Linked DNA regions of Mus musculus: region 1 is linked to region 2. The links are chromatin contacts, called in public Hi-C maps. All regions are on one chromosome and are shown on one strand. The core of a region is the stretch at or near the end of the contact, and the rest is flanking DNA. Distances in the headings are between cores, read along the strand shown.

What was found. A called contact is a pair of places that touch in the nucleus more often than the background predicts.
Region 1: a contact with region 2 is called in a Hi-C map of Sertoli cells, with 2.4 times the contacts expected there. The contact joins the promoter of Kcnq5 here to the enhancer-like site in region 2. A contact is called at or near these places in 3 of 39 promoter capture datasets (the C10 cell line and liver), 7 of 484 Hi-C or Micro-C datasets (the C10 cell line, the G1E-ER4 cell line, Sertoli cells and 4 more), 1 of 115 datasets of contacts at active chromatin or transcription factors (the 230-238 cell line) and 2 of 9 other capture datasets (adipose tissue and liver).

Annotation. Positions count from the first base shown.
Region 1 is chr1:21,958,841-21,965,072 of GRCm38.p6, reverse strand. Kcnq5 (potassium voltage-gated channel, subfamily Q, member 5) reads left to right here and starts at 3,131. Exons shown (of 14, transcript NM_023872.3): 1 at 3,131-3,892. The coding sequence starts at 3,492.
Region 2 is chr1:21,886,428-21,892,895 of GRCm38.p6, reverse strand. All of the region lies in intron 1 of Kcnq5 (potassium voltage-gated channel, subfamily Q, member 5), which reads left to right. Among named protein-coding and RNA genes, the nearest start is that of Kcnq5, 72 kb to the left of the region's middle. Within about 2 kb of position 2,110, at least 6 of the 459 cell types and tissues checked have an H3K27ac peak or open chromatin away from gene starts, as enhancers often do. A contact at or near this core is called in Sertoli cells, where this site is marked.

The DNA.
Region 1 (6,232 bases), core at 1,882-4,381, 71 kb before region 2:
ACCTCCCTGTGTAGGTGCTACAATATGTCTTTGTCTCTAGCCTATAGGTGGCATTTCTAATGATGCTATCTCAGAGTACTGTTCAGTAAGAAAATATAACAGGACAGAAAAGGCATTGAAATCAATTATTTTCTAGTAACTATATTCAAGTAAAATCGCTTCTATAGACTTTAGGGAATTTAGTTTCCAAGACCATAAATTTCAGGCAGGCACCACAAAGGAGTAGTTGAAAGCACCCTTACCCTCTTTCTTGAGACAGGGTTTCTCTATGTAACCCTAGCTGACCTGGAACTTGCTCTGTAGACCAGGCTGGCCTCAAACTCACAGAGATCAGCCTGCTTCTGCCTGCTGAGTGGTGGAAGTAAAGGAATGGACCACCATTGCCAGGCTAAAGCAAAACCATCTTAAGGGATGAGGTCTGTCAATCAACTCACATCTTCTACACTAGCCATAAACACTGGTAGTTTATTTAGAGTGATTCTTTGCATAGGCCTTTTGATTCTTGAAATCACAACATTCAAGATACAAGCAGAGAGGTAATCACAAGTTAGAGGCCAGCCTCGGCTAAATATGTATCCTCAGGACAGCATGGGCTACAGAGTGAGATCTTGTGGCACAAAACCAAAATAAAGAAATAAGTGGAATTGTCATGTACTTTTACTATTACCCTTTCATAATATTTTAGTGTAATTGTTACTCATGAAATAATGTTACATTATTTCATGCATGGCTCACTATGCCTACTGATATTTCAGCAAGAAATAAAAGGCAGTTTCCTAGCAACACCTGTATTCAAAGGAGCAGCAACAACAATAAAAGCTTAATTACAAACACTTTCTTTTCCTCAAAGTTGACTTTTGCCTATCTAGAGAAGTCACTGGGTTACAAGGAAAACATGGCACAGATCAAGGCCTAGGAACAGGTATGAACAGAGTCTCTTAGACTTTCCTTTCTGGGATTGAACAAGCAGGATGATCCCCTAGGGTTTGCACCAACAGCAGAATGGGTACTCCAACTGGGAGTCAGGATGCTGGGTTCCTAGTGGCCCATCCTGTCTGTGAATACACAGACAAGCCCCCTTCTCTGGGTTTGTGATTAAGTGGATGGCACTCAAAAAAGATAGTTACAAATGTCTTAGACGTCTATAACCCTTACTAATTGCAGATGTCCTTGCCACCTTCCCACCCGGGTTTATTAACATTTTCGAAATAGACATCATAGCTTCCCTGGTATGATCCCTGCATCCTAGGAAACCATCATTTGGACATTAAGCAGCTGAGTTCCTGGGCCTTTCAGAAGGGGAAACACGCTCTTGAGTCCTGCCTTAAAGAGATTTCCTGCCTGTGTGTGGGGCCAGGCCCCAGAGTGAGGCAAAGGTGATCTAATCTCAGTTGAAGTTTGCAGCAAAGAAAACAGCTTCCTTTAAAGGGGAAGTGGCCTTTTCATTTTCTTATTTTCAGCAAAGCTAGGATTTTTTTTTCATGCCGACAGCGTGTGCACGAGTCATTTTAAGTCTCTACATCTTTCACCCTGAAAGTCCCTGCACAGAAACTCCACGGGGAGTCTAAATATAGCTGCACCGAACTACCCCCCACCTCAGCTCCCACCTTCAGCCAGGGGTCTCCACGCAGCTCTAGGATTGGAGAGCTTATTCCAGGACATTCTCTTTGCATCTGCCTTGAATAGCAGGGCACGGAGCAACCTCTCTAGCACCTCCACGGTGTGTGGGTGTGAAGTGTATTAGAGGAAAGCAGGAGTGACTCTGAGTGTTGATGCTTGGCTCACACGTGGTACTGCTGCCAGCTGCACAGCGCTAGGGGTTAGTAGTGCCTACTGCCCAGAGGTTTGAAGGGAAACAAGGTCTTGCTGAGTAAGAACCAGGAAGAGGTCTTCACAAAACAATAACGATAAAAATAAAAGTAAAACTCTTAGCTGACGTTCTGACTGTAGAAAGCAGCTGTCTGTGGGCGTGGGTGTATGCACGGGGTGTATGTGTGGGTGTGTTGGTAGAGTATTATCTGCTATGGGTGAGACAACCAAGATAAGATTTTTGCCTTAGTGTTGGCTGGTATTCATGGAAGTGAAAAAAGGCTCAGGGATGGCCACTTTGCTACTGACTACCATGACTTTGTGTTGAAAGCATAGTTCAGTTGAACTTGGCGATTATTACTTTTTTTTTTTTAAATATTTGGGAGGAAGGCTGCTCTATTAGAAGGAGTTCCCAATCCTGGTGTCCTCTCAGTTTCCCCATCGCTGAATCTGTTGTTTAATTGCTAACAATATTTTTGAAAGGCGGAGTTCTGAGCCAGCAGCACCATAATCTCACTCTCATCCAAGAGAAGAGATGGGCTTTGGGGCGCCCATTTTCCAGAGGTGGTGGGGGATGCAGTCAGTGGTTCCCTTTTCTCTAACATTGTAAGTTACAGCATCCTGTCTGAGAGGCAGGTCCTGGACTCACTATCCTCCATGATCCCTCTCGAACTCCCTGGGGACGCCACAGTCGCGGCGGAGATTTAAGCAGTTTTATGACTTTCTTTCACTTACATGGAAATTTCTGGAAGGAGAGAAGTGGGCTCCTTTTCCCAGGCTGCTCTGTCAGGAGGAGCTCCCTCACCACGAAGGAGCTACTTTGGAGTTTTACGCCCTCCCCACACCCCACCCCTGGGGATGGGAAGGATGTTCTGCGACTCGCAGGCTTGTTGTCTGAGGCTAGGATGGAAAGTCACAGCCTGCAGGCTGGATTGAGTCGCGGGAAGCTGCTGGGTCCCTGCCTGGCTCTCTCCGGGTGTGTCCATTGAACTGCGGTGGGCTGGTCCCCAGCGCGGGAACCCAAGCGCCACTGCCAGAAGCTTAGCCCCCGCTGGCTCGCTCCTAGGCTAGCCAAAACCTGGAGGGTAGGACAGAACCTTTCCTGCCCACACCCATCACCCGAGGATGGCAGGACCAGGCGCGGCATAGCAGCGGGAGAAGCCCAGAGACCCGCTCGTCCAGTTTATTCAAGAGGCAGACTTCGCCCTCCGGACAGCTCCGAGTCCCAGGAAGAACCGAACCAAACTCATCCTGGGAGACCGACTTAGGGTCAAGCCGGTATTCTGCCGGGGTGCAGGGGACAGACAGACTCGAACCCTGCTGGGTGTGCACGCGTGCGAGCGTGCCTCCGGGCATCCCGCACACCCTCAGTCCCGTGTGCCGACACTCCTCGGGGAGGAGGGAGTGGCAGCCACCAGACTAAAGGAAAGCGAGGGACACCTCACAAAGTGACGCCCCCAACAGGTCCGGATTTGGAATTGGAAGCGGCAGAAATCCGGACCTCCCCGGGCCTGCTCCGCACACCCCGCCGCCCCCGCCCGGAGCCCCGACTCTAGGCTAGTCCGCCCCCCCGGGGCGCCCCGTCGGCTGCGGGTTTCCTCCTGCAGACCTGCCCGCGCACATGAAGCCGCTGCCCCCGCCGCAGGCGCCAGCGCCCCCCTCGCGGTGCCCGTGGTGATGCCATGCCCCGCCACCACGCGGGAGGAGAGGAGGGCGGTGCCGCCGGGCTCTGGGTGAGGAGCGGCGCGGCGGCGGCGGCAGGCGCGGGTGGGGGGCGCCCGGGCAGCGGCATGAAGGATGTGGAGTCCGGCCGCGGCAGGGTGCTGCTGAACTCGGCGGCCGCCAGGGGCGACGGCCTGCTGTTGCTCGGCACCCGCGCGGCGGCGCTCGGCGGAGGCGGCGGCGGCTTGAGAGAGAGCCGCCGGGGCAAGCAGGGGGCCCGAATGAGCCTGCTGGGGAAGCCGCTCTCCTACACCAGCAGCCAGAGCTGTCGGCGCAACGTCAAGTACCGGCGGGTGCAGAACTATCTGTACAACGTGCTGGAGCGACCCCGCGGCTGGGCGTTCGTCTACCACGCGTTCGTGTGAGTACCCGCGCCCCCACTTCCGACCCCGTGTGCCCCTAGCCATGCCCTCTGTTGGGGAGCCCCGGGGCGCACTTGGCGCCCGCGCCCTGGCCTTAGGCGCGGAAACGCGTGCGCGCTCACACGCAGAGCTACACACACGTGGTGGTTTTTATTTCTTTGCACGTGTTGCCATCGGCCCTCTGGAGCCCTCAATCTCTCTCGTCCCACCTCTCGCTCTGGTTCACATAGAGCCCTTTTGCCCCAAAGCACCCAAGGGACTAACGGGTCAGTTCCAGGTACCTGGGTGATTGAAGGCAGAAGCCGGACTTAGGCGACTCAGATAATCGGGAGCGATTAGGTCCTGATATGCGGAAAGTTAACTGAGTGGGGCGCCCAGGAGCTGGGGATAGCTCCGGGAGGTTGTGCACCATCCCGAGACTGGAGAGACTGGGAGGGCATGACCGGGTGGGATGGAGTGGCGAGGAGAAGGTTAAGAGTGGGTCCACAGTCAGCTCTGGGGTCAAGCAGAGGAAGCTGCTACGTGATGGAGAGAGAGAGAGACTAGGTTGTAAGCGCGCCCGGAAACACGCCTGGCCACCATCACAGCTGTCATCAACGGAAAATCTGTCAGTGCACGTAGTAGTCATTGCCACATAGAGGTGGTCAGAGTCTAGAGGGCTACCCAAGCTCTGTGGCAGGCAGTGCCAGCTGAAAGTGGAGAACTGGGGTTCAGGAACATGGCCAGAGGTGCTGTAGTGGAAATGCACAGGGGCCAGCTGTGACCTGAAGCAAGCAGTGTGTTTAGTTGACACTTATGGCGCCGAGATAAAGTGTGTGTGTGTGTGTGTGTGTGTGTGTGTGTGTGTGTGTGTGTGTGTGTGTTGACTAAGCCCTCACCATCTAGCAGAGTATGCGAGAATGAAAATGAGAAAATGGTTGGAAGCAAATGTTTATTTTTCCCTTAGGCATTAGAAAGCTTTCCGTGGCTTTGAAGTTTACTACTGTTTTGCCCGACGTCCATTCATTCAATCTCCTGTTAGAGTTAGGTGAATCTGGACGACAACTTAAGGTTGTTTTCATGTCTATACACCCTGTCTAATTTAATCTTTTTAGAGGAAGCCCCGCCTCTTCTTGCCCCGTCTCTGCCCCCTCCTTCTTTATGTTAAGATGAAGTACAAACATATTAGCCTTAGAAGACCTCCAGAGAAAGCTGCAGGCACATACTGATTGATTCCTTGTTTCTTACTTGGTTAAGATATGTTTGGAACAGACCAAAAAGACCTTTCAGAAATGAGGCATGCCGTCCTATACTTCTCCCTTATGTGGAATGAAGAATTGGCACAAACCCAGGAAAGTTAAAAAAAAAAAAATCATAATATCAGGAGAGAAGGAGCTGCTTTTATAAATAGGTGAACCTGAAATGTGACCAGGTAGAACTCAGGAAACTGGTGGAGTCTGCACTCTGGGGCCCCAGTGTCTGGGAATTTTTACAGTTGCAGATTGTTGTGAGCATGTAAGCTTAGGTGACCTATTCCAGCCAGCTTCATGTGTTTGCAAGGCACACATAGGGAATGTTGTATTCTGTCTAGCGTCATTACACTCAAAATATAAGGTCTATCCTTTGCTGATGAAAGAGTCATAAATATTTGAATGTAATTAATGATAGACACCCATGACACTTGTTAAGCTCATCTCCTTGGGTTGATATACAATTAATTTAGTATTTAATGATCTAATAAATTATTTTGACTGTCAGACTATAATATACATTTTTAAAAAGGAATGCTGAGGCTTAATTTGCTGTAAATGTGCACAGTATGGATGATGATATTTTTAGACATGCTCAAAATATTCATGGCTTTGAGTTTTAAATATGATGTAATATAGTATTTTTTATTTGGGTAAAGTACATGGTATGGGTTCAGAGGAAGCTTGACACTGTTGCACATATTGATGTCTCCTAAGCATTGTTTACAAACAGGAGTGAAAATTTCTCAAAATGCAGCATTTTCTTTTTGATGCCTGGTGGATAAAGCAGTGTTTCTGTTTTTGTTTTTGTTTTTTAAACTTTGATAATTTTTGTTTGTTTGTTTGTTTCTAGTTTAAGAATTTTCTTGCTAACTAGTTTTATCAGTGAATTCTGTGAGGGATAGAACATGAGTTGTGTGCTTGCCAACACAGTATTGCTTATGTAAAGTTCTTCATAATGTAGCAAAGAGCCTTGAGGTCTGTAGGCAGGGAGCAGCTGAAGATACATAGCACAGAGTCAGAGGCTGGGGGAAGGACAGGGGGGGTGTGGGGGGATGGAGGAGGTGGAGAGTAATCACTACTTATGAGTTTAAATGAGGTTTTGAATAG
Region 2 (6,468 bases), core at 861-3,360:
AACCCTAGACTAATTTATCCTTTGAACCTTAGTTCAAGTATAAATGAATAATGAGTAAGTATGAGATCAGTGGTGGTTGAAGGTAAACTAGTAGAGATATAAGACTTGTTTCTGGGACCAGTGTGGACTAACACAATCCCTGCCTTCATGTTGACTAGAGAAGATCTGGTCTCTCTGTCCTCTTGTCTTGACTTCAAGAGATTACTGATTAAATACAAACAATTGTCTAACTGTGAACGTTATGCCACTCTACTTAACTACTGCTAACACATTAATTAGAAGATTGCCAAATCTCTCACTTCACTGTGGAGTATGTAAGCATCACAACTGGAAACCAAGCGACACCACCTCTGCTAATCAGAATTTACAACTGTCTGAGGTGGAGTTTGAGTTCATGCAAGAAGCCTTTAACAAGGCAATTTTTATTCTTGGTCACTTAATTTGTTTTAATGTCGAAATGAAATGACTAACTTGAACTTTGATTAATTTGAAAATTAATCAAATTTGCTAGATCAGGCTTAAGTATCCTTATTTTGGAACACCATTCATTACTTACACTGCTGGATTAAGCTTCTGTGAGTAAAATGTCAATACAGAATACCAAGCATCGCAGCTTATGGTTTGACTGTAATTAATCCTGCTTTACTCCCTTATCATGTGTCTCAGGGGCTTGTTTGAGAAGCAAGTGACATCAAGTGAGTCCTAAAGCAGTTAAGACCTAGGTACATGCCCAGAAGGGGAAGTCCACGACGCCCATCACAGATTCCAGCTTAGGAGCCAGCAAAGTCTTCAAGGCCACACCTCAGCTAACCCCCAGCAGGATCTCTCCCATCCCCCATCAACAGATGAGTCAAAAGTGAAGCCTAATCTAGAATTGTTAGATATTTTATAAGTCCAGAGACAGATTGCACTTTCTTTTAGCTCTCATGACCTGGCCACATAACTGTTTGCTAATTTAATTTGTAATAAGCAGCAATAACATCAATATATCCTGGACTTTTATGAAGACATTAGGAAGGAGAATTTCTCCTAGCTTTATTTATAAGAATGACTCTCTAAGGGAGGAATAAATTCTAATTTTGCATACCTTGTAGAAAAGATTATTTGTGAAATAACCTCTTAAGGTAAAAAAGAAGTTTTAATTAAAGCTCTAGCGTCCAACAACACTTAACAAAACTGTGAGCCAAATTTTTAATGTAGCTGAACTAAAAATCACACAAATTCCAGTGCTTTTACCTTAACTTAAGGCCTTGTGAAATTAGTCCGTTTAGCTTAATATCTGGAATATATCTTTAGACCACTTCCTTTTTGTTTCTCAGAAACAAGAAGCAAAAATATTACTACCTTTAGAAATAAAATACTGCTAACAAATTATTGGTCAAATTGATAGTTTTGCAAACAGCACTATAAATTCTACAGCTCGAAATTATCATAAGCTTGTGCAAATAGAGAAAGCAATTCAAAATATTACGGGATGGCTTTTAATATAGCAAATAAACTCTGAATCATTACATCATTATTTCTTAGAATATTCACCTAAATATTTTGATAGCACATTAGGATTATTGAAGACAGAAGTTTTAGGCAAATATGTGTGTGTGTGTGTGTGTGTGTGTGTGTGTGTGTGTGTGTGTGTTAAAGATCTTTGTTTGTATATATTCTCCTACAATATTTCTTAAGAGGAAAGTTACCATTCACAGACAAATGACTTCAACAGAAATGCACCATGAAACTGAAGCTGAATGAAGATAAAGCTCTAAAATCTATTTAGCAATGAAGGGTTGCCTAGATCAGAGGTAGAAGCCAAGCATGATTGCAGATTCATGTGGCTCGAGGGAAATAAAAGTAGACATTCTTGAGTTACTGGCCAAGGGTAAAGAAACAGTGTTCCTTCCTTTTTCTTTGTTTCTTTTTCTTTTGTATCTCTCCCCCCCCCCTTTCTTGAATAGCATATGAAAGGTTTAAGAAAGAGCATTAAAAAGAAAAAACCTGATAAAAAACCTTAAACCTTGAGATGATGCAATAAATAGCGTTGGCTGAAGTACAGAAAGATATGTTTGCATATTTCAAGGAACAAAACTTCTCTTGTTTGGAGCCACTCTGGAAATTCTTGAAGGCTGCCTGAGGACTGCCCAGCATCAGATAAGCAGTGGTGTTTTTCTCCCATGTCCTCCACATTTGATGTTGCAGCCTTTTTTTCATCTCTTGGAACTGGGGAATGAGAGATCCTTGATGTCCATTATAGTCCTAAATTCAGTCCTCTCTCAGCACCTTGAACTCAATTTTAATGCATTTTAGCAATCTTCCTCCTTTCCTTTTTACTGACCAGTGTCAAACCACTTTTAACTTTTCTTCTATACAAACCACCTCCTTCCTGGACTGCTTCAGTTCATCTGACCCTTCGCTCAGCTACAGAAATCGTCTTAAGATTCAGAGCTATTATGTCCTTCTTGCTAGAGTCCTGAGCTGGTTCCCTACAACCAACAGAGACGTAGCCTCTAACTGGGGCAGACTATAGCCCTCAGGGATAAGAGTGAGCATCACTCTCTAACTGGTCCATTCTGCCACCCCTTTCACATCTTCTCATACTTTTCTCCTCACATTCTCATTTCTTGTAAGGTCAGCATCCATGCCATCTCCTGTAGATGTTAGTCGGATAGCCCTATTTTATGTTCTTGGGCTCCCTTGATCATTTATTATTCTGGAATTGTATGTTAAGTATCTGCCTCTCTCAGTTGATACTTTTTGTTTGTTTGTTTGTTTGTTTGTTATTGTTTTTGTTTTGTTTTTAGAACTGAGAACAGGGTCGTTCCAATCCAACAAAACCATCCAGGCTGAAATTAACTTGTTAAGCTATTTCTTTAAAACTATTTTATTTGGCCAGAACAATGTGCCTTAGGTAGACTTAAACTGTTATGAAGGAGGTTTCGCAAACAATCCATCTCAGCACAACAGGGTGATTTAGATGGAGCACATGCCAGCGGTTTCAGATAGCCCTTGATTTGCAGTATTTATTTACACTATTTATTTTAAAATGTGGTTTTCATTTATCCAATTCTGTTTGTGCTTTATTTTTCAACTAAGTAGAGAGGGTTTAACTGACCCTTCAAAAAATGTGGTTACCAATCATGAAGACAAATATTTATCACTCTCCTGAGATTGCTTAGCAGTTAATGGTATGTGCCCCAGATCCTGAAAATCCAACTTCAATCTCTGGGATCCATTTTCTGGAAGGAAAGAACTGACTCTTGCAAGTGGATCTCTCATCTCCTCACTGTTCACATGGGGCAGTACATACATGCACACACCCATACGTAAAATGCAGTTAAAATGCTCTTATTCCTCAGCTGATCTTGATAACCTCAGACAGTTTAATTATCATAATTCGGTGGTTCAGAAGGTTACTGTGGTAGTCTGAATGATGAACGTCCATCATAGTCTGTGGCATTTAAAAGCTTGGTGCTCAGTTGGTGGTCCTGTTTGGGGAAGGTGTGGCCATGCGGAGACATGTGTCACTGGCGGTGGACTTTGAGATTTCAGAAGCCACGTGTCATTCCCAGTTAGCTCTCTCTGCTTTCTGTGTGTGATTCTAGGAGTAACCCTCAGCTCTTAGCTTCCAGCTCCATCTACCATGTCTATATGCATCTATGTTTTGCCCCTGTGATGGTGATGTACTGAGCTCTCAGGAGCCATAGCCCAAACCAAATTCTTCCTTCTATATATTGTCATACTGTTTTATCATAACAATAGGAAAGTAACTAAGACAGTCTTTTTAAGTTTTGTTTTTATAGGGTCAGCTATAGATGTCCATATATATATTTCTATGTTCATGAAGTCATACTAGAGTATTAAATTAAATATTTTCTACAAACATATATATACCAAAGTATGCTCAAGCTCATTACTTATGTCTTTAAGACCTGTGTTCAGAGTATACATGTTCTTTATGAACTGAACTGCTTCTCTGACTTTCTCTAGTATTAATAGATTCCTTGTATTCATACATTGTGTATTCACAGCTTTTCTAAAACAAAATCACATATAAATTGTAATATACAAATAATCACTTTATTATCAACTCTTTCCTAATAAAAGTAGGAAATCATGGGAGCTTAAATTTTTCATTCATCTTTTTACTCCTTTTGAAAATGTAATTTTAGTTTCTCTGAAAAATAATTATCAGCAAAATAGGTGTTATTTCTATTACATTAAATATAATGTTTCCTCTTTGCTTAGATGCTTTGTTTGGTTTGGTGGTAAACAGAAAATCTGCTGTCTCTCTTTGTCTTCCAATTCCCCATCAGTTACTACATTTAAAAGATTACCATGCCGCTGCATTACGGAACAAGTGATTTCTAGAAAGGATATTTCAGTTTCAAGCTGTATTATGGCCTCCCTCAGTGTGTAACTATCAAGGAGAGCCACTGACTCCACACTACTTTGTCTACCTTTAGATTTTTTTTGCGCTTGATCTTCTCTCGGTGTCTTTCTGAAAATGAGCTCAACTAGTCATGTTTCCCATTGGTTTCTGTTTTTATTGCCGCTCGGTCTTTCCTACCTAATGTATAGGTTTCTTTGTTTGTTTGTTTGTTTGTTTTCTCTAGTCCAATTCACATTTACAGAGCCCCTCAAACACATGGGGAAGTGGAGTGATGCTCTCGATGTACCCTGGTGGTCTCTGATAACCACTTATGCTTGTCTAGAAGCTAAACCTTGCCGACACATATCTCGATCAGGAGAATGCACCATGCTTCTGTCAACAATCAATTTCATGCGGAAGCTGTGTACTGCCTTTCTTGGTGCTTATTAAGTATGATCAGGACAGATGGCACAATTGCCTCCACGGAGGAGAAGAAACACTTGCTGCTTCCCCATGTGGACATTGTTCTCTCTGTGCAGTTAGAAAGTTTAAATAGACGAAAATTAAGGAACTTAACTTTTTCATGTAACTGTTCTTAAAATCCATGTGAAGGCTTTGCTGTCAAAGTATGTTTTTAAATAAAGCATAGGCAATAAGAAATAAAATTTGTAAAGTGTGATTTTTTATAAGACCAGGTAGTCACTTTAAAATATAAGACTGGAACAAATTCAAAGCAATTATTAGATCTAAATTTTAACACAAAAGATCTTTCATATTTTGTACTTTAATTGCTTCAATCTGGGAAGTAATTTGTTATATTGTTACAATTTTGACAGGCCCAATTTCTCTAAAATAAAATATGAAGTCTTTTATAATGTAACCTTTTTAAAAATTCTTTCAGGTGTTTCTGTCTTACTAAAAAATGAAATTATATGTGAAAACTAAATAAAATATAAAACTATTAAAATAAGAAATTATGCTTACATAATTTTTTAAGTTATTATTTCAGAAATTATTGCTCTATGAAAAGCTTGGATAATTAACTTTGCAATTTTGTTTTAATGAGGCAGCAGAAATCAGAAATATCAAGCACTATAAAATTTAATTTAATTAAAAATGTTACTGAAAGTGTAGTTATGTTGTCTGCTTTCAAAATAATTATTTGGCTAGGAATATTTCTCAGTTGGTAGAATGCTTTCTTTTGTAAGCATGAGGCGCATGTATTCAAACCCAACACCACCAAAAACATCACTGAATATTTCAAATCAGAAGCACATTGACCATTGCAAATGTAGACATTATTATCTCATAAAAGCAGATGCTTAAATACACCTAGAATCAAAATTTTGAGGTTGAAATGAAACTTTTGTATCAGTTGAAATGGTTTGAAAGATCTTTTAAAAACTATTTCAGTAATGGAAATAAAATCAAAAATACTTATTACTTTAAATTAATGTACACCATATGTATGCAGGTGGCTTCAGAGGCCAGAGAACATCAGATTGCCTGGCACTGAAGTTATGGGCAGTGGTAAGCTACCTGATGTGGGTACTTGAATTGAACCCAGGTCCTCTGGTGGATCAGTAGCTCTTAACCACTAAGCCATTTCTCTTCACACCCTGTAACTGAAATGTAAAAGATCTATCCACTTTAATAGCAGAGCCTATTTAAAATTTTCTTGTGCTTTCTTTTGCTTACATCCCGAGGTGGGCACCTAGCATGGAGAGCTGAATAATAATTAACTAATTTTTTATCTGCAGTGTTTGGAGAGGAAAAAGACCAGCCACTGAATAAATGCAATGGAAATAAAATTGTGTGAGAGAATAATAGATTTATTATGACAGTGGCCTCATTAGCCTTATGGGGGCTTCTATAGGATTCATTAAATATGTTACATTATGGGCATATATGAATGCCTATACTTACAATTTAAAACAATGTAAGCACATTTGGGACTACATGTAACTCACACTTTTAAAATCAACTTATGGATTGAACCATTTCTACATTATTCTTTCCTTGTTTGAATTTTTTTTTAAATTTAAGTAAATGAGAAAGCATAGTATCAGGGAATTTATTTTTATTTATATTCTTATTTTAAACAATAC